Regions from separate parts of the Mus musculus genome. Here all the other regions are linked to region 3. Evidence: chromatin contacts called from public HiChIP or PLAC-seq and promoter capture Hi-C data. All regions are on one chromosome and are shown on one strand. The core of a region is the stretch at or near the end of the contact, and the rest is flanking DNA. Distances in the headings are between cores, read along the strand shown. Region 1 overlaps Cd164 (CD164 antigen). Region 2 holds the start of Zbtb24 (zinc finger and BTB domain containing 24). Region 3 overlaps Ccdc162 (coiled-coil domain containing 162). Region 4 overlaps Sesn1 (sestrin 1).

Region 1 (6,159 bases), core at 170-2,669, 160 kb before region 3:
TATAAGTTCTGCAAATCTAAAGAACGAAATTACCATACTCTGTAAACAGACCTGTTAAATTAATGTGGACTGGCAGTTAACTTGTGCAACTCACTGAAACCAAAATATTGAAGAAGTCCCACATGGAAGACGCTGTTCCAGGATCTTTACCTTTCCAAAGGATGCATACAGGATATTTTGGAGCATCATCCTCGAAGAAAAGTCAGTTAAACCATTTAGTTCATCAGGAATATTTAAAATATTCTGCATGAATCCGTGTGGCTGTCGTCTTTGTTTACCATGGCTGCTGCTGTGGGACTGTTTTTTCCTCTGACATGCCAAATGTAACTTCTGTAAGTGGTGGAGAGTGCTGTCCTGTGTAGGCAGCTTCTGACTGCAGTTGAAATGTAGTCCCCTAGAATCCTAAAGGCTGTTATTCTCATCCTAGTTCCAGGTGTAACTTGGTGGCCAGAATTGAGAAGAGTGCCAAATGACCACCCGTCAGGCAGATTGAGGGCCATCACTTCAAACATAGATTAAATTTGTTTAGCACTAAACTATCCCTAGAGTAAATTTTTATGCTTGACAAGTTGTATTTTATATATTAGAAATAAGATGCCACACAGGGCAATCCAGATTTAGATTAAAGAAAGGATACACAGACATTAATCTGCAACAGGTCTTGTTCATACTCATAAAGTGTACCGTATTAAGAAATCAGAACAGTGCCTTAAGACAGACTGAGACGTCGTGAAAAATGTGTTCACACTGTGGGAGGCAAAGCTTGGTCTGAGAATGTAACTGTTGATGTGAGCAGCAGAAATCTGCTTATAGATAACATACTGTTAATATTTAATTAAAAGCATTGTTTTTTCTAGAGCTGAGAAATAGAAGCTAAAGAATAATTAGAGCTGAAAGGCTTCCTTATATCAAACCATCTAACATTTTTCTTAGGGCTGTTAAACTAGACATAAAATTGATTTATCTTTCTCTCTGTACACAAAGTATCCAAATATTATACCTTAAGGATTCCTACCAGGTTTTCTTGAAAAGTGGCTTTTACATGAGGCAAGAAGGAAGTAGTTGTAGATAGAATCATTTTCTAGTTCTTTAAATGAGACAATCACTTTGTTTTCTAATAGATGTGACCTGTGTAACTTAAAAAATCTGAGGGTTTGAGAGAGGTTGCTCTAGATTTCCAATGACGATACCCTGGCTGAATAGGCTTTTCTCTTCCTTGGGCCTTTACTTCTTTTCTTCCTCCTTGGTTTCAGTTCCCATGTGCTATCATTATAATCATGCAGACTTTTACTTCAGTTGCTTCTGAAAGCACTAAGTTTTCAGTTTTGGAGTTACTTCTCCCTTGCCTCTGACACACTGCACACGTCTAGAGGCTGTAATTGGAAATAGGCTTTTGGTTTCCTGTGCCATTCAAGTTTGGGGCTTTCATTTGGTTACAGAGTTCAGCGCTTGGTTCCCAGGGTTTATATACGAAACAGCGGATTGCTGTGGGCTGGTTCATAAAGTGAAACTAATGAATCTATCTCTTTGTCACTTGCTGGTACAGCTAGTTTGTTTCACTTGCACATTTGTACATATATCTAATGTTTTCAAGTGCCTTACTTGTTTAAACTCTGACTTCAAAGGTTTTTGGGGAAAGATAGGTTTACCTCACAGTTATGTTTCCATTGTAATTTCTAGGTTCCTCACAAAAATCTATTTCAGTGCTGTAGCTGTTAGTTTTAAGTGAGTGCTAAAGTTCTTTTAAAAGTACACAGAATTTCCATTCCTTATAAAGGTGGCAAAATTGGTTTGTCATTTACCTCCATGTGACTCCTTGCCCCATATAAATGTCAGCATATGTAGCAAGTTTTCTAAGAATGTAACTTAATTTGAAGCTCCTGAAATTTTGAGCACTGCTCTAACATTGTAGGAAGTTAGTGACATTTTGCAAGTCTCTACAAAAGCTCTTGCCACAGAATTCACTGCTGCCCTGACTCTTCACCATCTTTCTTTAGCAAGGTATTTTGAGCCATTAATGATTTTGGGTTTTTTAATCCAGAAGGTATATAAAAGCCTTTTCAGAGTTTTCATCTGATTTGTCCTGAGGATCTAGTTCTATCAAATACCTTATTTTACCTTTGCCATACTTGCTGCACAAGCAGACACTGCTGGACTTAGAAGTTTCTATTTGAGTTCCTTAAACTACAAAACTAATATGTATGTGTACCAAACTGATTTAAAATAAATGTTTATTAGTCTCTTGATCAAAAGTGTCATATTTTGATTATGAAATTAACATTGTGTTTGCCTTACCTGTCCATTTGAGGCTGGGTTGTCCATTGTTTCTTTTGTTCCTGTAGACTGGTATATAGATGGGAACTAATGGCTGTGAATTAGTGGAGAACAGAACCATGGGAATGATTGATGGTTGGGCTGATGGAAGGGGCATGCGTCTAGCTCACATTAACCAAGAGAGAGTGAGTGAGAGAGTGTGTCACAGGACTACTTTTGTGGAGCCTGTTGTTCTTTCAACTTTGTGGGTCCCAAGGATTGAACACAGGTTGTTGGACAAGTACCCTTTTCCACTGAGCCATCTTGCCAGCTACATCCTACCCTTTAGTTCTGAGTACATAGGGAGTAAAACTTTGCTTCTGATTAGCGTGTCATGTGCTGCTGTGGAGTCTGGTTCTGTTGGACCGTGTGCAGGAACATCTATATTTGATTACTTGAGTTACACTAAAGTTGTTCACTGCTCCCCTGCAAGTCTGGATGAAAGGTTGGATTCACTGCTTTGCCTCTTGTTCCCTGTTAGCCTTATCATTTGGCAATTACATAAAACTTTATAGCAAGCTTCCTAAGACATTGACATAGGTTATTGAGTAAATAGTAGAGGGTGGGATAGGTTTTGTGTGTTCTCCCCATTCTGTGTACTTGCTGTAGGTAGCCCTTGGGTACTTGTTTTTCAAAGGGTATGTATTGGCACTTTCTAATTCACTAGTGTTTGGTTTTTTGTTAGTGTGTCTGTTGGTAAATCCAGCTTTTGTATATCTTGCCTCCTGACTTCAATTGTATTTTGTTTTCAGTGCAAAAACCATTGTATTCATGATACATCATTGGTAGTAAATCACTTTTTTTTAAAAGAATTTTGAATGTGGAATCTAAGGTTTTTTGTTTGTTTGTTTATTTTTTGTCATACATATCTATAAACTTTAGCCCATTGTTTCAGTTGTGTTCTATAACAAGTCTGTTAGCATCTCTGGTTCTGTACGTGTTTTCTTCTGTTACTGATTTTAAGCAAATTGACTATTATGGGCTGTGTTGTAGTTTTCCTTGTTTTTTGGGTTTTTTGTTTTGTTTGTGTTTGTTTATAGATCTATTAAGGTGTTGTATCTCTGACTTTCATATTTGGAAGATTTCCAACTTTCAGTGGTAGGTCTACACCCTCTGCCTTGATGGAGATTATAGTTTTATAGAGATTGCTAGAAATTGATTCATAGTCCCATTGGGGCTTTATATGAAATTAATTAAAATTCCCCCCTTTGAATTCTATCGTGTTTTCTGGTATGTCTGTAGTTGATGTAATATGTTGGTGTGTTTCTCTACATAGTTGTTTTGTAGTTGTGTGTGAATGCTTGGTTTTATTATAGTAATTTTTAATGTCTCCATAGCATTGCTATTCCAACATTTAGCATTTACTTTCCATTGAATTTTTTACCCACACTATAGGATGGTTTGGATGCATGCTTGGTAAATTCTTACTGGATGACAGATACAAGTTTGGGAGGTACAGGTTGGTCTTGTATTCCTGTTCTTACTGCTTTTCTGAAGCGTGTTAAGTGTCGCTTCAGCTTCTGGTCTATTGCAATGGGAACTTCAGCAGCTTCCTGCATCTCTTGATTGTCTCCTCTGCCTCTTGAATTCTGCAAGTACTCTGATTTCTGTCTGGGCTCCCCAGCAATTAAGGACAGGGGGCTGGATCTTGTTTTGCCTATTACCTCATATATTAAATGTTGTTGCAGGTCATCTAAAGGGAATACAAGTTTATTCTAGAGCCATTTTGAGTGACCATGGCTGGGAAACAACAGATTTAGGTTACCCCAAATTCCATGGTCCAACATGGAAGCTGTTTGAGAATTTTTGCAGAATAAAGAAACTGGTACTGAAGGCAAGTTTAAAATGCAGTATGGTGGGTATATTAGAACAGTGGTTACAGTGAGATGGGGACGCTTTTGTATAGGTCCAAGATGCTATTTGATGACGTTCTTAGTTTGTAGATGCCAAAAGGTTTTTACTAGTCACGGGGATGTTCTAACACAGCATGGAATGGCTGTTACAGGTGTAGAGCTAGCCCAACATGGGTAGGTAGCTTCTGACCCTGCAGCAGCCTTCTCCACAGTCCCCAGTCCTCTACAGATGGAGCTGCTTCCAGGAACTCACTGAGACTCGTGAGTTGGTTCCTTAGGAGCTTCCCTGTAGCACAGTGGTTCCCTAGTTCAACCCTTCATACAGTTCCTGACACCCAACCATAATAAAATGTTATTGCTACTTTATAAATATAGTTGTGCTACTGTTAGGGATCATAATGCAAATATCTCATTGGCAGGGTATCTGATACGTGACTCCTGTGAAAGGGTCATTTGACTCCCAAAGGGGTTGCAACCCATAGGTTGAGAACTGCTGCTCTAGGATGAAACAAGTTGGAACTTCTTGTGTCTTAGGGAGGCTCATTCTACCAATGGGGTGTTTTAACTCAGGAAATGGCTGTATAATGGAGTCTTGTCCTACTTAAACTGTCAACTTGACACAGCCTAGAGTCACCTGAGAAGGGAGTCTCAATTGAGAGAATGTCTAAATTGATATAGAAGGTCCCAGTCCACTATGGGCAGCACCATTCTCTGGGCAGATGGCCCTGGCTATATAAGAAAGCTAAGTAATCATGAACCTGAGAACAAGCCAGCAAGCAATATTCTTCCATGGCTTATGCATCAGGTTCATGCCTTTATTTTTTCTTAATGATGGGACATGACCTGGAAGTTGTAAGTCAAATCCTCTCTCCCAAATTGCCTTTTTGAATTTAATCTCAGTAACAGGAAAATAGAGCAGGTCTCTGCTGCAACTTAATCTTCTTTACAGTTTCACACAGTGGCTTCTCAGTCTCTTTGCTGGTAATCTGGCCTTCACATGCATTGCCTGGCCTCCATGGCTTCCTTGGACGTTGGATGGGCCTTCATGACCATAGAACTTGCATTTTGCTTGTCTGCAAAACCAGTGCTATGTAGAGAGTGCTACTAAGTTCTGCTCTAGCTTGAGATCGAGTCTGTCCCCTTTCTACCACAGCTCAAACCTCAATCTAAGTTACCTTCCAGCAGGGAACTCCTTTAGCAGCATTCTCACATCAAGTTCTCTCCCTTCAGATGAATTTGCATTTTCACAAAGTAGAGTCATCATGGGAGAGGGGGGGGTGTGTGTGTCTTGCTTTCAGAGCTCCATTCCTGTTGTCCCAGTTCAGAACATGAGATTTCTCTTGCAGCACTAATCTCTTAAGGGCATTATAGCTGCTCTCTTTGTACCAAACTTGTTTGCGTCTTTAATTTGGTCACATACCTTTTCTTGACAAACTATATTTTTTTTATATTCTGCTCATTCTCACTGTAGAAAGAGTAGTAAGCAGGAGTCATTTGACAGCCTAGGTGTTAAGGTGTTTTGAAATTCCCACTGCTAAACAGCTTGTAGTGGTTTGAATGAGAGTGGCCCTCATAGACTCACTCATACATGTTTGGTTCCCAGTTGGTGATTAGGAGGTGTGGCCTTGTTGAAGGAGGTAGGCTTTGAGATTTCAAAGGCCTACATTAGGCCAAGGCCTTTTCTCTTTCTCTGACTGTTGGTTGTGGATCAGATGTAAGCCCTCAGCTACTGCTCCAGCACCGTACCTGCTTGCCTGCTGCCATGCTCCCGCCAACATGATGATAATAGACTCCCCCTCTGAAACTGTAAGCAATATCCCAGTTAAGTGCTTGCTTTTATAAGCTGCCTCGGTCATGGTGTCTCTTCACAGCAAACAGATCAAGAACTAGGATAACTTACTTCATTACCTTTTAACTCAGCCTCATTCTTCAGTTCTTCAGCAGCCAGATTCTCTGCCAGAATGGTAACATGAATGACTTCTAGCTCAGTTGC
Region 2 (5,372 bases), core at 65-2,564, 240 kb before region 3:
TATTGCATTGTTTTTACTGCAATTCTTTCAGCAGAAAACCAAACAAAAACCTATGTGAAAGCAAAGTTGAAAGACTGACCCTTGTTCTTTCTGTCTTTTTATCATTATTATCATTATCATTATTATTATTATTTTCCTCTCGGTGCTGAGGGCAGAATCCAGAACCCAGTGCTCTATCACTGAACAAAATCCCCAATCCCACAACCACCCTTGTTCCTTCTGGAGTGCAGAAGTCAAGCAAAGCTCTCCTGGCATCCCACTCGGACGCCCACATATCTGACCGATTTCGAGGGAGCTCTGGATAGAGTGCACTAGATAACTCTGTAAAGATAAGGGGGAAACCACAGAGCTCATACCTGTGTGGTATGAGCTGCTTTTGTGAGACCCCAACTTAGAGCGTTTCTCCCTGGAAGGTAAAGCCCCTAGACGTTCCCCAAGCTTGTTTTCCCTGATCTCTAATGCGGAGACACTTAGGGAGACACTTCGTCCTCAGCTAGCTGATAATAAAACCTCTTGCAGTTTGCATCAGGTGTGGTTTTCTCTCGGGACACTGGGGTGCTGGCCAGCTCATCCCGGGACTTGAGCGGAGGCCCAGCTTTGGGGGTCTTACACTTTTAATAAAAACTAGTAAGAAAGAAAGAGTCCGGCTGGTAATTCCATCTTTAGTTTCCAAATTGTGGGCAATATAGATGGCAAATTTATAATCTGGAAGTGGACAAAGTAGAGATAATTAGGTACACGCGATGCATAAACGCTGAGCGGAAGCTGCTGGCACAGTTGGAGTAGGTCCGGAACGAATCTGAGCGGGACTTAGGAGCATTGGTCCGGAACACAGAGCCACAGCAGATCCTACCCAGGTTTTTATTTAGAGAACTCTCCCATACCCATAGGTCTCAGAGGGAGCGACACTGTCCTGAGACAACTGAAACCCTCAATAGTCTCTCAGAAGTGCCATAAATCTAAATAAAAACAGCGGTCGTTTCGGTCTTTTTAGCCAAGCCAAGCACTTACTAAGCTCATTCTAACCGTACCAGGTAGGTTAACACCTCCATTTTATGGATAAACACAGAGCTGAGGATGAGTAACTTGGGAAGGAAAGCGAGGAAGAGGATTCATTCAGGAGGTAAATATCTGCTGATTGAAGCCACCGCCGTCTTTATGCTCAGCATCTAATCAGCGGATGTGGTGTCTACTGAGGTCTAAAGGAAACTCAGCGGGGTAACTGGAGGTAAATTTCCGCAGATTGGCAGGTTTCCGCACCAGACCCTCCCTTTCCGGATTCCACAGCAAAGCCCGCCCTCGGGGCGGGGCTCCGGGGTCACGTGATGCTACGGCCCTTGTGCGCGCTTCCGGGTTGACAGACGCCGGGAGTCCGGAGCTACAGCGTAGTGGTGGCGGGGGCGGGGACCGGCGACAGGCCCGGTTAGTGCCCTCTGGGCAGCCGGGTGGGCTGACCGTAGCAAGTCCCTGCGGGGCGGCCCTGACAGGTAGGTCCGCGGCCGGTTGGTTCGGCCCGGGGCCTTGGGCCGCGGAACGTCCGCGGGACTCAGGCCCCAGGCCTGGGACGGAGCTCCGGGCGCCGCTGCTCAGAGCGGGGCCTCTGAATCCGCGCGTTATTTCACCGTAGATCTCCCTTGCGTGGGTTCGTTCCCATATTTCTCATATATGTTCCTATAGTCGAAACAGCTATTCCGTGTGTAGCATCGAGGCAGCACACCCCCAACTCCAACTTTGTGCCGCCACACTTTGAAAGTTTAATTACAAAGTTAACGGACCGGAGGGCCGTACAGACTTTTGAACCCGTTCTCTAATTTCCAGAGGAAATTCCCCACCGTAAGAGGTTATGTGGGTACTGGAGAGGCATCCAGCAGGGTAGCCGCAACAAGGGGAGGAACCCAAGGCTTGGCTTTCCAAGTAGAGTGTAGAAGGTGATAATGTAAAAAAAAAAAAAAAAAAAAAAAAAAAACTGGGTTGTGACAGCTGGAACACGAACAGTCTAGTTAGGCAATACTTCTTCCTAAATAAACATTGATTTTTTATTTCAGATTTAAGCCTCTTCAGAGTCTTCTGGAGAAAATGGCAGACACAACCCCGGAGCCTTGTGGGCAGCTTATGGTACACTCAGACACTCACAGTGACACTGTGCTGGCCAGTCTGGAGGATCAAAGGAAGAAGGGCTTTCTTTGTGATATTACTTTAATCGTGGAGAATGTGCATTTCCGAGCCCATAAAGCCTTGCTGGCCGCCAGTAGCGAGTATTTCTCAATGATGTTTGCGGAAGAGGGCGAGATTGGCCAGTCTATCTACATGCTGGAAGGCATGGTTGCAGACACCTTTGGCATCCTGCTGGAATTTATCTATACAGGTTATCTACATGCCAGTGAGAAAACGACAGAGCAGATCCTGGCTACTGCTCAGTTCTTAAAAGTCTATGACCTGGTAAAGGCATACGCAGACTTCCAGGATAACCATAGCGCCCCAAAGCCACCAGCTTTGAACTGCACTGGGACGCCAGTGGTGGTTATTTCCAATAAGAAGAACGATCCTCTGAAACGGAAACGGGGAAGACCAAGAAAAGCCAATGGTTTGCAGGAAGGGAGATCAGAACTGGCTGCAGAGGGAGAGCTGCAGCTGAGAGTGAACAATTCAGTTCAGAATAGACAAAACTTTGTGTTTAAAGAAGAAGACAGTGTCAAGCTGAGTGAGCAGACTCCAGAAGACAAGGAATCAGAGCCTGCTGGTGAGCCAGGAAGCGTGGAGGAGGTGCCTGCTGAAAAGGACGAGAACTTTGACCCCAAGGCTGGGGATGGACAGGAGAGCCAGAGTAGGTGCAGCAGGCGGAGAATCCGCAGGTCTGTCAAGCTCAAAGACTACAAGCTTCTTGGAGATGAAGATGACCAGAGTACTGCCAAGAGGCTATGTGGAAGAAAAAAGCGCTCCAGCGGTCCCGAGGCCCGGTGTAAAGACTGCGACAGAGTCTTTAAATATAGTCACTTCTTAGCAATCCACCAGAGACGCCACACGGGTAACTTCGATTTCCAGACGTGGTGCGATTGGTTGGGGAGTTTGGAATTGTGGTTGGGACGGTTGTGTTGTTTCTACATGGTAGACATGGCAATAAAGCCTTCGTGTTGTGTTTAGGTCTCGTTGTCACCTCACAGTAGGTACTATCTCCAGTGTGCAGATGAGGAGATGGTCTCCCTCTGTGCAGGCTCACCCATGACCCTTCAAGCCTGATTCACTAAGCAGTTCTTGCCTTTTGACTCATGACTGTTCCTCATCTTTGCGGAAGCATTCTCTTGCTCTGTTCTGTGGACATCTTTATAGTTTAGCCATCTTGTAAATATCTTCTGGGTGTCTCTGACTTGGCATTGGCCCTTGTGATTGAAGTACCTTTTGTCCTCTTCATGTGACAGATATGGTAGTCACTAACAACATACAGACCTTGTTTCCCTCTTACAGTAGCAGGCCTGGAACCCAGAGAGCATGCGCATGCCACCCGAGCAGTTACAGCTGAGCTGCATCCCCAGCCTCACGTAGACACTTTATCACTTGAATTATAGCTAGCTAGATCGAGAAACTGAGTTTCAATTTTGTTCCAGTTAACATAAGTTTTAATAACCACATAGGTCTGATGGCTACCATATTGGATAGTGCATCTCTCCCGGAAACCCTTGAGCTCTTTATTGAGCTGTCCAGTTCACCCTGTTTCAGGTCAGCTCGGGTTCTAATTGTCACAAGCTTAAATCTAAGTGCTAGTGTTTTAACTTTTATCTGTTCTCTTGCTGTCATGTGACTCAACTTGCACATTAGAACCTCAGGGAGAGCTACAGCTTCCTGCGTCCCACACCCAGGCTTCTGATTTACTTGTCTGGATCATCCATGTTTGAAGTTTCTCAGGGATGTAGGCCAGTTGATGGAGTGCTTACAGTATGTACAAAGCCCTGGCTTCCCTCCCCACACCACTGGGCAAGATGACGAAATTCAAGGTCATCCTTGGATGCAAGGCAGGCCTGGGATACATGAGTGAGAAAAGAAAGCTCCCCAGAGATTACGTATGTTGAAAACCTGAATTATGGGACTTTGAACAGAACAAAATCTCAAATACATGTAGAGCTGTAGTGGATTCTATTTTATTTATTTTTTTGTTTTTTTTGAGACAGGGTTTCTCTGTATAGCCCTGGCTGTCCTGGAACTCACTTTGTAGACCAGGCTGGCCTCGAACTCAGAAATCTACCTGCTTCTGCCTCTGCCTCCCAAGTGCTGGGATTAAAGGCGTGCGCCACCACCGCCCAGCTCTATTTTATTTCTTAATGGGATTCTGTAACTAATGGAGTCTAATAGTAGATTGCATTTTAGCTATTTTTACCCAAGTTGTACCTAACTTAAAACATTATATTGTTTAATAAAACTTAATTAAGGGAAACATCTTTAGACTCTTCAGTCTATCCCTCTTGGATTCTCAACGTTTGCAGTCAGCCTTAGAATGCGTGTTTCCTTCCTTTTGGAAGTCTCAGGTCCATTTGGTATCTATCAGGTACATCAGAACGCTGTCACTCCAGAAGACTGCGTTCAGCTACTTCACACTGTTTTGCTGCTGTGTCGCTGGTCTTCCTGCCCAGAACTGCTGCTGCCCCAGTTTCCCGACCTGACTTGTAGCTTCCTCACGTTCACCTGCAGTTCGTCATTGCTTTCTTTTCACTGTATTTTTCGGCCTCTGGGTTTGCTATTTCTACCTTTTTTAAAAAAAAGAACTGAAGTTTTTCTATAACCCCCATTCCAGGGCCTTATACTTCCTTGGACAGTGCTTAACACCTGAACTAAATCCCAACCCCAATCTAATTTTTGTTTCTGTTTGAGACATGACCTCATTATGTGGCAGTCTGACCATGAACTCATGATCTTCCTGTCTGAGCCTCCCAAATGCTGGAATTTCAGACATCTGCCACTTTGCCCCTTATCCCTGATGTTTTCTACACAGAGCTGTTTTTCCTTAGCTGTCCAGGTGTCTGTCTTCGCCATTAGAGGCTTCCCTTGGCTGTAACGACTTCTTTATTGTATGTGTATGTGTGTTTGCCTGCATGTATGTATATATGTATGTGTGTACACCATCTGTATGCCTGGTCCCCAGAGAGGTCAGAAGGGAGTATCAAATGGCCTAGAACTGGAGTTACAGATGGCTGGGGATCACCCTCTTGGTGCTGGGAGCACAACGAGGGTTCTCTAAGAGCAGAGCCATCTCTCCAGCCCCAAATGCAGTGGGTTTTTTTTTTTTTTTTTTCTAATAACACTTACTTAATCGTGTGCAAGATGAGGGCGCTGGAAGCTCTTGGTGTCTCTGTGTATGAAGGCATCCTGTGAAGCAGTGTTGG
Region 3 (6,122 bases), core at 906-3,405:
ACCTTAGTCCCTTCCAGGTGAATGCTGTGAGATTTGCACAAGTGACCCTGGAATGAAGCCTCTGATAGCAAGCCAAGAGACATCTTCCCTCATTTGGAAATAATAAATAAATAAATTCACAATCCAAAAAGTTAAGTCTCACTCCAAGCAAGAGAAAAGCAAAGAAAATCTCACTATATATTATAATAAAACATCTGAAAATTATTAAAAGCTTAAAACAGCCAGAGAACAGGAAATATATTGTGTTCCGAGATAGAATCCATTCAAGTCACAAGAGAATAGAGTAGCACCTTTAAAATAATGAATGATAGAAGTTGTCAGTCCAGAATTCTATAACCAAGGAAAAATAGCTTTATAAAATTAAAGAAAAAATCATTTTTATAAAATAACAAACACCATGAGAATGTCTTCCTGGCCGGCATGAACTACAAGTGACATTAAAGAAAGCTCTCCAGATAATACAGGAATGAATATATTATGGAAATCCAGGCTGTTCTAGAACTTTTCCAACCTTATCACTGTTGACAATTGAGGCATCATAATTCTTAGTTGCAGGATGTTCTGTGCAGTAGTGTGCGACATCATCCTTAGCCTCTGGTAGCTAAACATGAGATGCTCCAGTCGTCTATGTCCACTGCCCCCAAAACTCTGGAAGCCAAGAACATCTCCAGACACAAATATCTATTATCCCTACCCTTCCTCTCCCTCCATTGTGAACCCTGTTACACAAAAATGAATGGTGAGTACCAGGAAAACAGAAGGAAGGGAGGCAGGCAGGGAAGGAAGCAGGAGGGGAAGCAAGAGGGAAGAAGGAAAGCAGGTAGGGAGGAGGGAAAGAGGGAGGGAGGAGGGAAGGAGGGAGGCAGGGAGGGAGGTGGTAAGGAGAGAGGCAGGTAGGGAAGAGGGAGGGAGGAAAGAAAAGAAGGAAGAAAGACAATTATAAAGAGAAAAATTCTAAATGAACAACATTTTAACTTGCAAATAGAATCTCATTATCTTCTGTGATTAGCACTAACTACTTACTAAAGAGCTAACTTTATTTAAGAGGGGAAACAACTCATAACATGGACTACCTTAAATGATTTAATAGAAGTGAAGAATAAATCATTTAAAAACTTTAAATACTACATGATTATGCAAAGTTGAGAAGCTATATAAAAGTTCAGGGGTGTTTCATTGTCCTGCAACCTAAGCTTAGGGATTCTTCTGTCTTTGGTCAATATGATCAATATTATCAAATGTGCATACATAGTTTTAATTAATATCACAAGATGAAGTAATTCCTTTGCAAACAAAACAAAACAAAAACAACAACACTCGATGGAAGGACAATAGTCTATCAAATAGCAATCTACATTGATTTGCTTTTCTCTTGACGGTAGTAAGGCTGGCTGGTTTTCTCCCTCCCTCTCTCCTTCCCTTCTTCCCTCCTGTCTCCATCTCTCACTCTTATTACAATGTTGCAGGAATTTTAATGCAAATTATTTTCCTACTTTGAATTATTTTCTTAAGAGTGGTTTTCAGAAATAAACGTTTTTGTTTTTGTTTTTTGGCCTTTGGGAGATGGAGGTTGTTTTTTTCCTTGCAGAGTGGAAGACCGGCACAAACAGTATTTAGGCAGACCCGGTCAATCTCTCAGCCCAACAAGTTTAAGCTGAACTTAGCTGTGAGAACGAAATGATCTCTGATGAAGAAAGCATTTACACCAAGTCTGCAAATTACCCATCTCCAGAACACTTGCCCACAGGAGCTACCTAAAAGTCAGCTTGCTGATTCCTTTCTAATATACTCCAAGTATGTTTTCAGATTGCAAGATGACCCTACCTGCAACAGAAGCAGAGGAAGGTTTTCCGGTGTGTACTCTCGCCTTAGGCAGCTCTCTAGCTCCCTCTTGAGGACATCTGCCTGAATAACAAGGGGCTTGGACTCAGCCACCTAAACCCAAACAATGAATGAGTTTCAAACATCCTCAATCTACCAAATTTCAAATGTCAAAACATCCGATCTATCTAAGGATACAATGATTCGCACTTGCTTAGCTTAGCAATGAACAGGATGTGGGGCTGTTTTGTTCAAAAGTATCAGCTGTTTGCCGGGGTGGGGGTGGGGAGCTTTTCCTGCGAACTTCTTTCTCCCTTAGCTAAATCGAACTTGTTTTCCTGACTCCGCCCATGCCCCCCTCTCACCTGGAGAGTTCTCTTCAGAGCCGCTTCCCGTTCGCGTCTAAAGTGAGCGACATCCTTTGGTATTTGAACGGAGCTGCGGGGAGGTTTGTGCAACAGAAGCTGTGTTACGGGATGCTATGATAGAGCAGATAGCAGGCGGCCAGCCTGATCGCTGTGACCCTTCCCAACCTTTCCAGAAGGAATGTCACTCTGGCCCATGGTGGTGGTGGGGTATAAAGGCCACCCTCTTCTACTTTGATATACTTGATCTCTGCTAACCCTTCCCTGGCCAGTTTCTTTCTCCTCTCCAGAGTCTTTCCTCTGATTTACCCCAGTCCCCTACTCCACCCATGCGCGCGCGCGCGCACACACACACACACACACACACACACACACACACACACTTGTATTCCTTTTAGAGGGGAAATCTTGTGTCTGACACACAGTGTGCTTATTAAACCTTGTTGTCTTTTTAGTTGATATAGAACACTGACACTTTAATCACTGAAACAAAATGTTTTTATTTTTATGTTCATGGTGGGTTGTTGGAAGGTAGAAACGACATGGAACTATCAAATGGGAAATCCTTTAGGAAAACTTTAACCACACTTGCTGCCTCAGGAACACAGCTGGACCCTAGGAATCACAGAGCAGACATGGAGGATGGGCTGTTCAAGCCCAGAGAAGGGAGTCCTTCCCTAAGCTGGACAACAAGCGAGGAGTGGAGCTCGAGGACAGAAGATTAGTGCTGTCCCCATGGAGCTCAATGGGCAACGTGAGGCTTGGCAGCCCTGGGAATGCCAGAGGACAGCAGCAAAGCAGATTCCTAGCTTGCAGCCCCTGGCCAAGGAGCCACAGTGATATTTCTAAGATACACTTGAGGGAGCCAGAGGGACATAGCAGTAAGCTTACTTTGGTATTGTCCGCTTGGCCCCAAGAGTCCTGAGATAATGTTGTAAAATGCACTGGTAATGTGCTCCCTTGTTGGACAGTACTTCTGTTAAATGCTCTGTTAAGAGACTGGGGCGTAGCTCAGTGGCTAGAGCACTTGTCTTGCATGGGCAAGGCCCTGGGTTCAGTCTCCAATACTAAGGGGCGGGAACAGAAGGCAAGAAAAGGAAATACATGTTCTCACTTTGACAGTATAAGCAATAGGACTGGGACGCCACAGAAAAGATCAGCAGGGTCACTGGGCAAGGATGGCCCAAGCCAGCAAGTCCCTAGGGCCACAGAAGCCTAAACACCCACCTGGACACTTGGTGTCAGGTTTTTGAAGCTGGTATACTGGCTGGTTTTGTGTGTCAACTTGACACAGGCTGGAGTTATCACAGAGAAAGGACCCTCCCTTGAGGAAATGCCTCCATGAGATCCAGCTGTAAGGCATTTTCTCAATTAGTGATCAGGGGTGGGAGGTCCCATTGTGGGCGGTGCCATCTCTGGGCTGGTAATCTTGTTCTATAAGAGAGCAAGCTGAGCAAGCCAGGGGAAGCAAGCCAGTAAAGAACATCCCTCCGTGGCCTCTGCATCAGCTCCTGCTTCCTGCCCTGCTTGAGTTCCAGTTCCTGACTTCCTTTGGTGATCTACAGCAACGTGGAAGTGTAAGCTGAATAAACCCTTTCCTCCCCAACTTGCTTCTTGGTCATGATGTTTGTGCAGGAATAGAAACCCTGACTAAGACAGTTGGAGACAATCCATGCCTTATCTCTTCTCCTAGCCCTTGGTGGAGAGGGAGGAAAGAGGGAGGGATGGAAGGAGGGAGGAGGAAGAGCAGGAAGAAGAAGATCTTGAGAGTAAAATCAGCCATCAATGACAGGTATGTTGTCTGTTTTCTGAATCTTCATGGAGCAGAGAAGCAATGACCCACAAGACAGGGACGCAGCTATTGACAGGAAATCGCAGGAGGTTTCCCTTGCATTCTTGTCTCTCATCCTTGATGTGCTGGGAGCCAGAGCAGGCACGGGCTTGGCTGCCCAACTGTGTCTCTAGCTATGTCACTCCTCTCCTTAACCTCAATGCACCTGTGGGTGATCTAAAGGAGGCGGCAGAGCGTAAGCAGCCAGTTCACAGGAGATGCTCTTAGTTCAGCAAATGCTGCTCCTGTGATATTTGTCCACTTATCCAGAGGGCTTCATGGACATATAACTATTGCAAGGTCCAGGGCTCAGGGTGTTAAATGAGAACGTAAAATGTTTTAAAATTTAAATAAAGTAATTGATTAAAAAAAGAAGAAGAAGAAAGAAAAGATGGGCAGAGCAGATAAGGCATCTGCTATGCAAGTGTGAAGGTCTAAACTGGTCCCCAGCTAGACTCGGTGTGCACGCCTGCATCCTGGTTCTCCTAATGGGGAGATGGAGATGGGAGGGCTCAGAGGCAGCTAGCAAGGCATACACAGTAGTGGCTAAAAGACCTGTCTCAAACGGGCAGAAGGTGAGGGCTGACACTCTCGGCTGTCCCCTGACCTCCAGCCTGAACTTACACGTGCTCACACACAGCACATGGGGATTACGGAGGAAGAACAAGGAGAAGAAGGGTCATTTTCAGCTGGGTGATAAGAGAGATTTCTAAGTGATCCACCAGAGTGGGCGTTTACCACACCTAGAAAACAGCATCATTTAGATTCTTCCAGATGGCTACAGTGGAGGGTGGCTTGGGTCACGGAGAAATATAGGATCTTCCATCACTGCTCTCTCAAAGTCCCTTTAGAAACCTTCCTGTCATGTGGCACAGCCCAGAGTCCTTGTAGGGCATAAAAGTTGCGATATCAACATTATCTCTGGAATGTCATAGTTTTCAAAATAGTGTGCACTGTCCAGTGATCTTTGTGGTAGGACAGCCGCTTTTGCCTCATTTGCATATAAAGGATCAAGAGCATTGTTAACCTGCCTGGTCCCAGCATCCCTCTGCCTCACTCCTCATCCTGCATCTACCTCAGACACCAAGGAAAACATCTAGACTGCCTGTTCTTAAAATCCACTTTGGAATGAAGTCGAAATGTGTGAACATACGGTCATTCCCTGATCTCCTCCAGACACCTCTGGCCATCCACACCACACTTGCTCAAACCAGCAGGTTTCTCATCTTAACAGACATGGTTGTAAAGGCCTGGGCTGGAAAGACTCAGTGATCCAGGTCCTCTGCTCCTTTGAAGCAACTTGATGGCTATGAGCAGCAGGAATGACCTCCAAAAGGGCCCTTGACAGAACAGTGTTTCGCAGAACCCACCGCCAAATATCTAGCATTATGTCAGCTTTTAAGTGTCTTACCAAGTGTCATTGAACAAAATGAAACTTTTCATTTATATAGTAGCTTCTGAAACTTAGGAAAATGGCGTAATATTTCCCCACTTTGTTAGATAAGATGTTGCTTACAATCTATCATGACTATTCTTGACATAAAAGGCACATGCTCTATGGTATACTGCCTTAGCACCCAGATCTCATCTGTGATGGTTTGTATATTCTTGGACCAGGGAGTGGCACCATTTGGAGGTGTGGCCTTGTTGGAATAGGTGTGACCTGGTTGGAGTAGGTGTGTCACTGTGGGTATGGGCTTAATTCTCTCATCCTAGGTGCCTAGAAGTCAGTCTTCCACTAGCAGCCTTTGGATGAAGATGTAGAACTCTCAGCTCTGCCTGCACCATGCCTGCCTGGTGACTGCCATGCTCCCACCTTGATGATAATGGACTGAACCTCTGACCCTGTAAGCCAGCCCCAATTAAATGTTGTTTTTTTATAAGACTTGCCTTGGTCATGGTGTCTGTTCACAGCAGTAAAACCCTAACTAAGACATCATCTGATCTCCACAGCTAAGCAAGGCTGGGCTCCATTAGTAGCGGGGGAAAGACATTGAAAACTGTCACTGAGTGTCATTTATCTAAGCTGGACATGACGTCAACTGTTTTTGAAGCAAAAGCTCAGGGCAGAACGATCATAGGATGGGAAGGGGAGGGAAACGTCT
Region 4 (6,202 bases), core at 1,508-4,007, 140 kb after region 3:
CCTTGAGAACTGATATAGAGAGGGTCTCAATTATGGAATTGGCCAGGGACTACCATGTGGGCCTCTCCGATTGTTTCATCAGGAAATACGTGAGAAGAGCTAGAGACTATCAGCAAAATACAAGTTACAGTTTTTCACAACATAATCTGGAAGGAGACAAAGCTTCACTTTAGTCATAATCTTTTCACTCAAAGCTGTTGCTGAGGTCCAGCCCTTGCTCAAGGTCAGCAGATTACTGAAGGGCAAATGGCATGGGAAGAATACCGTAAGGCAGGATCAGTGGGAGGCAGTCTGAAAGTAGCCTACTGTAACAACCTCTCCTGGGACTAGGGCATGGGAGGAAGGGCTCTCCCTCCATGCTGTGGAGAAAGCTACAGTTGACCGTACGTGTGTGGAGAGGAGTTAATGAAGAGCGTAATATCAAAGGGTTAGTATGGTACTGATCTGACTCCTCCCACACTTGTAAGCAATCTCCAGATAAAGAATTTTCTGCCATCTTCACCAGTGGATGCTGAACTCAGGCCCTATCTCCTCCTTTGCTAGGGTCCACCAAGACTCAGGAGGAGAGGTCTACCTGCCTCTGGTATCATCTTCCTCTTCCTCATTGCCTCCCTACACACATTGCTCTCCTTCATGCCTGTGTAGTTCAGGGAAACTTCCCAGTCTGCTCTTGGCCAAAGGGCAGGAAATGGCAGATGTCTTTCTGTCACCATTTGGTGGCTATATAATGAGATACACATCAAGTCTCACCTGTAGTGAAAATGAATGAAAAACTCTCAGACTTTTATAAGCATCCTCAAGTTAAAAAAAAAAAAAAAGAATGGGGTTGAATATTTTACCAATCAGATTTCTGTAGTCAATAGACTTCTCAAATTGAAGCTGGTTGTGGTGGTCTGAATATGCTTGGCCTTTGGGAAGTAGCACTATTAGGAGATGTGGCCTTACTGGGAGAGGGCCTTGGTAGAGGAAATGTGTTACTGTGGAGGTGGGGCTTTGAGGTCCCACATACATGCTTAAGTCTGATCAGAGTGAGCCAGAGTCCTCTCCTGGCTGCCGTCGGATCAAGATGTAGCCTTCTCGGCTCCTCCTCCAGAACCATGCCTGTCTGCACACTGCCCTGCCCCCACCATGATGGTAATGCACTGAACCGCTAAAACTGTAAGCCAGTCCCAATTCAATATTTCTTTATGAGAGTTACCTTGGTAATGGTGTCTCTTCCCAACGATGAAACCCTAACTAAAACACTGCTGTGTATTACTATCAACTTAGTCATGTCTGAAAGGTGGAGGTAAAATAATTTCTTTATGCTATAAGCCCTAATCTTTATCATCTTTAGTTGTTTCAGAACCACCAGAAATTATTATATAATTGATAGAAATTTGAAAAATTTTATCCCACTACATATAATATGTTGAAGTAAGGGCCTTCCTTCAATTATAGAGAATACTAATTTTAATAAGAAACATTTTCTCATGTCATTTTTAGTATAGTCATCCCAATGGTTCAAAAATTAAACCATTTTCAAATTTATTTGCTGTTTATAAATTTTAATTGGTATTTTTGAGACAAACATGGGCTGGTCTAGAAGTTACTATGTAGCCCAGGCTGACCTTAAACTTGAACTTACAACAGTCCTCCTGCATCAGCCTCCCAAGTGCTGGAATTATAACTATGAACCATCAAACCTAGCTTTGTACAGTACTAGGCAGCCACTTAAGGAATTCTGAGCAAGGACTGTTCCACCAAGCTGCACTCCATTTGTTTGTTTGTGACAAGGCCTCATGTAGCCCGGGCTTGCCTTAAGCTCACTACATAGCTGACGATGACCTTGAACTCCTTATACTCCTGCTTTCACTTCCCACATGCTGGGATTACAAGTACCACCATTCCCACCTCCCAATTTTTAAATTTGAATCTGAAGCAAAGTCTTGCAAAGTTGCCCAGGCTGACCTTGAACTTTTGATCTTCCTGCCTCAGCATGTACCTACAATGTAAACCTAAGTTTACAACAATAACAGAACAACTACTTGTTGTAATTAAAGCTATATGGATGTGTTTTTCCTCTCTTCTAATGTCTTCTAGAACTCTCCCTTTTTGAGATTTCAGATGGTACTACCAGTGAGTATTCAGAAGATGCTAACAATACTAGTGATAAGGTGCCTGAGCTGAACAAGTTGGGTGTTTTGACATTATGGGCTCCTGGGTATGCACTACTTCACTGCGAGCCTTACATTGGAGCCAGCAGCTGTTATGAAAACTGAGGTGGCCACTAAAAAGATACTGAGTGGGTAGTGTATGTGGCATGTGGCATGCACACTCTGGAAAAGAGTAAATCACAGGCCTGGCAGCATGGTATGAGATCACTTCTCAGAATAGCACGTGATTTAAAATTTACGCATTGTTGATTCTGGATATGGCTGACCATGACTAGCGATTATAAAGCCATAGAAAGAGAAGCCAAGGATACAAGGGGAATGCTGTGCACCAGATTCTATTCACAGAATGATTCTGCAGGAAGTAGAACTTTAGGGTACTCGGAAGTAAGTTTTCTCTAGTATGGTACATATGTATGCGCGCATGTACTAGCGTCTAAAGCTGCAGATGTCTGATTTTCCTTATAGTTACCTTTCTTTTGAAGACTCTGGCCATTAATGACAGTTTTCCACTCACTTTACATTTTTGTGCCCGCCTGCCTCCTTGTTCACCAAGGACATTTCCTGAGTTCTCAGCAGTTAGCTGCTGTGAGCACTAGGTGGCACTCTGACTCAACTCAAGTCTAGTTTGTCATCAATTTTGATGCTGTAGGCCTCAAGAGAAGATGTGTGTACAACTTAAGAACATTTGTGTTTTCAGTTGTCTTCTTTTAGAGGGAGTCTGAAAGGAGAAAGGAGATAATTCCAAGTTTAAATATCCAAGCTTAACTGGTGATAGTATTGATCTCCTCTTTCACTTACTGTCTCAGACTGTTCCAGGTACCTGCACAGGTATCTGTGTGGAAGAGAGGTGGAGAAGACTGCTGACCTCAGAGCCCATAGTCTAGTTAACTCGCCCCCCCCCCCAGATGCTGTTCTTGGGCCTGTGGCATGCACTCGCTGCTTTTATCCAGTCACTCAACACAAGGAGCGTGAGCTGGAGAGGTAGATGATCTGACTAGACCATCCAGCTGGGCAGGTACACAGTTGGGCTCAACGCATATGTGCTCCTTGGAGAGTAGTTTCTGGGAAGATGAGAACATGAAACCAGTAAAGCAAACATTCTCTCCCCCATCCCTGTCTCTCGCTCTATGTATATATATGTGTGTGCACATGCACATCTGTCTGTCTGTCTGTCTGTGTGCACATGCGTATAGTGGTTGTGAGTGTGCTGACATGGGATCTGAGAATGGACCTCACATTCTCTGCAGAGAGTAGTGGGCAGTCTTAACTGCCCCAAACTGATTACCAAAGGAGACTTGTTCTTGTTTTCCAGGAAGCAAAGCCAAGACTTGTTCTGGGAGAGGCTACAGCTTAATGGTTCAAATTGAAGATTTTGGCTTTTTAGGATGTTGTGTGACCCATCAGTTACAGAGAAAACAGTGTATTCTTGCATGTACTTTTGGGGGAAAACCCAAGTGTATCAATTTTTCAAAGAGTACCCTCCATAAAAAAATTGAGAAGTTGGGTGTGGTGGTACATGCCCAACATCCTAACACTTGGGGGTGGGTACAGGAAGGAAGGTCAGAAGTTGAAGAGCATCCTGGGCCATTAGGTGAATTCAAGGCCAGCTTGGGCTACCTGAGACCTTGCCTCAGAACAGCAGCAGACCACCTGAGCTGCCACATGCACAGGACACTTACTTCCTGAAACTGTTAGAGAAGACTTTTTACAATTGAAATGTGAGAGCCTTAAGCCAGCAAAAGTACACTTTCGTGAGAAAGCACCAGCTTGCTGCTCTTGACGAGGATGCTCATTGCATGGGGCTGAACTTTTCTTAGCTAAGCAGCAGGTCTCCCAGGCATGCAGGTCACAGGCAGAAAGTTTCAGATTTGATTCCAGAATGTGGGACAGAGCTGAGCACAGCACAGCTGCAGCCTTGGTAATGTGAGACAGACAAATACGCCACGGTCCAGAGCTGCCCCTGCCAGACTGCTGTGCACACACACTGGCTCTTGCTAACGCTCTACGGGGCAAGCTAGTTAGTGCTCTAAGTTTTAGTTTGTTGATGTTTGTCTTGTTTGGGGAATTATTTTTTAAGTTAAAAAGGTTTTAATGTTTTGTTTTGTTTAGATTGGTTGTATTTGCTTTCTGGGCTTGTGTTTGTTTGTTTTTTCAAGACTGGTGGTTTTCTCTGTGTAGCCCTGGCTGTTATGGAACTTATTCTGTAGACCAAGCTGGCCTTGAACTCACAGAGATCTACTTGTCCCTGCCTCCCAAGTGCTGGGATTAAAGGTGTATACTACCACCACCTGGCAATCCAACTTTATTTTTTTTAACACACAGAAACATTATATATGCATCCACATATATAAACATTACATTGTGTTTCATATATGCATTATATTGTCTTTAAATCAACTTAAATATATATTTTTTCTCAAACATTATTTTTGGGAATTCTATAATTTTGTGCCTCTCTGCCAACCTATTCTCTTCTCCCAACCCCAAGCTTCTGTTTTACAGTCAGTAACATAAAGATAATAGCATATTGATCTTTGTAAGGCATTAGCCCTGTGCCTCCTTTTACTTTGTAACAGTTTTTAAAGAGGAGAAGAAGCAAGCAGGCATGAACTATAAAGCCAAGACTGGTACTCAGTTCTCTGAACCTCAGTCTCTCTCTATCTTGGCCAGGACTGCAGTTGTGTTCTTCCCTTCCTAATTCCATGCTGCTTGAGATTGTTATGTTTTTTAATTACTTGGGATTAATAGTGTATGCTCCATGAAGATTAAGACCTGTCTGTTCATTGCTTAGTCTCTTGTCTGACACTAGTGCATATAAGCAGGTGTGTGAATGAATGGATACATGTTAGCTATTATTATTACTACTTGACAGTTTGTACCTAGCTTCCTACCTATCTGCCAGGACCAGCTGGAGCTGCCTGTCTTTAAATGGGGTGAGCAAGCCAGGAGAGAAGGCCCCTTCTTAAGCAGGTGGCTGACCTCATCTTTTAAGGAAGGTTCTTTTATAAGCCTCTTTTCTTCAGATACAAGCAGTCTTTGTATTGACTAGGAGGGCACTGGAAATGCTGACTCTCAGCACTTCTACTAACATTTCTTAAAATTTCTAAACCAATTTTTAACTTTAATTCATGTTTACAGTTTGAGGAGTACCATGATGAACATTTAAAAATTCTGGAATTCCTAGGTGTAGTGGCTTGTGCCTACAATCACAGAACTCGGAAGTTTAAGGCCAGCCTGGGCTGCATATCATAGCCCTGTGTTAAAAAGAAAATGTTAATGGGAAAAACACACACGTACCAGTAATGGAGAGCTAATACAGTATTTTAGGTCAGTAGTTAAATTTTCAGGTTTGTGGTTTGGGGTAATAATTCCTGAGTCATAAGCTTTGGTTGTCTTTGACAAAAGAAGATTCCAGCTAAGAACAGGAACAAGACCATGGCTATATACCTTTCACTGGCCCCTGTAATATGGTAGTTCTAGCCAGTATATGGTCTGTCTATGCTGTGTTCCAACCCCAAGTCCTACCCCATAAAATGTGGCACCCTCCCTCCCTTTATATCAGAGCTCTGTATACTCCTTGCATCTACCCTATGTCCTCCAACACAGTCTAGAGGTATGTTCATGGTTGTTGGGATTAGCCGTTGGAAGGACAGGCTGCTGCACTTGGACAAACTCCATGTCCTAGAAGTGTAAGGGTAAGGAGGGGTTGGGGTTCAAGCTGTCTAGCTGTGTAAGAAGAGCTAAACTGCAAGCCTAGTGGTTATATAACCCTGCATTCACCAGAAGGCAGCCAGGTTAAAATGCTATTAGAATGAAGAGTTGTCAAACAATGTAGATTCTAAAGATAAATCTGGGCTGGCCAGATGGCTCAGCAGGTAAGAGCAAGCACTTCCTGCTCTTGCAGGTTCCTTCCCAGTGCCTGCATGGTAGCACGCAACCCTTTGTAGCTCCAGTTCCAGGGGATGCAGTGCCCTCCTCTGGTCTCAGCGTGCTTACATGTAGACAAAATACTCATAAAAAGCTAAAAATAATTTTAAAAAATAAGC

Evidence for each region. Promoter capture Hi-C pulls out the DNA fragments that hold promoters and counts their contacts. HiChIP or PLAC-seq counts read pairs in DNA pulled down with a chosen protein or histone mark.
Region 1: a contact with region 3 is called in an H3K27ac HiChIP or PLAC-seq map of regulatory T cells, with 5 times the contacts expected there. The contact joins two enhancer-like sites. A contact is called at or near these places in 18 of 39 promoter capture datasets (the 3T3-L1 cell line, 3T3-L1-derived adipocytes, the C10 cell line and 12 more), 2 of 15 datasets of contacts at CTCF or cohesin (CD8 T cells and the NIH/3T3 cell line), 18 of 484 Hi-C or Micro-C datasets (CD8 T cells, LSK cells, the MNK3 cell line and 15 more), 24 of 115 datasets of contacts at active chromatin or transcription factors (the 230-238 cell line, CD8 T cells, the HPC-7 cell line and 17 more) and 4 of 9 other capture datasets (adipose tissue, bone marrow-derived macrophages, liver and 1 more).
Region 2: a promoter capture Hi-C map of embryonic stem cells shows a contact between it and region 3, with 3 times the contacts expected there. The contact joins the promoter of Zbtb24 here to the enhancer-like site in region 3. A contact is called at or near these places in 14 of 39 promoter capture datasets (the 3T3-L1 cell line, the C10 cell line, the HPC-7 cell line and 9 more), 2 of 15 datasets of contacts at CTCF or cohesin (the NIH/3T3 cell line and large pre-B cells), 20 of 484 Hi-C or Micro-C datasets (CD4 T cells, CD8 T cells, the G1E-ER4 cell line and 15 more), 28 of 115 datasets of contacts at active chromatin or transcription factors (the SCID.adh cell line, acute myeloid leukemia, bone marrow-derived macrophages and 18 more) and 4 of 9 other capture datasets (adipose tissue, embryonic stem cells, liver and 1 more).
Region 4: an H3K27ac HiChIP or PLAC-seq map of embryonic stem cells shows a contact between it and region 3, with 8 read pairs. The contact joins two enhancer-like sites. A contact is called at or near these places in 8 of 39 promoter capture datasets (the 3T3-L1 cell line, 3T3-L1-derived adipocytes, the HPC-7 cell line and 4 more), 20 of 484 Hi-C or Micro-C datasets (B cells, the G1E-ER4 cell line, the HL-1 cell line and 8 more), 2 of 115 datasets of contacts at active chromatin or transcription factors (both in embryonic stem cells) and 1 of 9 other capture datasets (pancreatic islet).

The regions. Positions count from the first base shown.
Region 1 is chr10:41,528,797-41,534,955 of GRCm38.p6, forward strand. It overlaps Cd164 (CD164 antigen), which reads left to right. Exons shown (of 6, transcript NM_016898.2): 6 at 1-2,246. The coding sequence ends at 45. Among named protein-coding and RNA genes, the nearest start is that of Cd164, 12 kb to the left of the region's middle. Within about 2 kb of position 1,420, at least 50 of the 459 cell types and tissues checked have an H3K27ac peak or open chromatin away from gene starts, as enhancers often do. A contact at or near this core is called in CD8 T cells, Th1 cells and regulatory T cells, where this site is marked.
Region 2 is chr10:41,449,044-41,454,415 of GRCm38.p6, forward strand. It overlaps Zbtb24 (zinc finger and BTB domain containing 24), which reads left to right and starts at 1,315. Exons shown (of 7, transcript NM_153398.3): 1 at 1,315-1,487; 2 at 2,046-3,025. The coding sequence starts at 2,077.
Region 3 is chr10:41,688,201-41,694,322 of GRCm38.p6, forward strand. Ccdc162 (coiled-coil domain containing 162) reads right to left here. Exons shown (of 48, transcript NM_001358562.1): 3 at 2,187-2,259; 4 at 1,825-1,935. Among named protein-coding and RNA genes, the nearest start is that of Mir3473b, 21 kb to the left of the region's middle. Within about 2 kb of position 2,156, at least 43 of the 459 cell types and tissues checked have an H3K27ac peak or open chromatin away from gene starts, as enhancers often do. A contact at or near this core is called in CD8 T cells, Th1 cells, Th2 cells and 6 more, where this site is marked.
Region 4 is chr10:41,828,319-41,834,520 of GRCm38.p6, forward strand. All of the region lies in intron 1 of Sesn1 (sestrin 1), which reads left to right. Among named protein-coding and RNA genes, the nearest start is that of Sesn1, 21 kb to the left of the region's middle. Within about 2 kb of position 2,758, at least 40 of the 459 cell types and tissues checked have an H3K27ac peak or open chromatin away from gene starts, as enhancers often do. A contact at or near this core is called in embryonic stem cells and pancreatic islet, where this site is marked.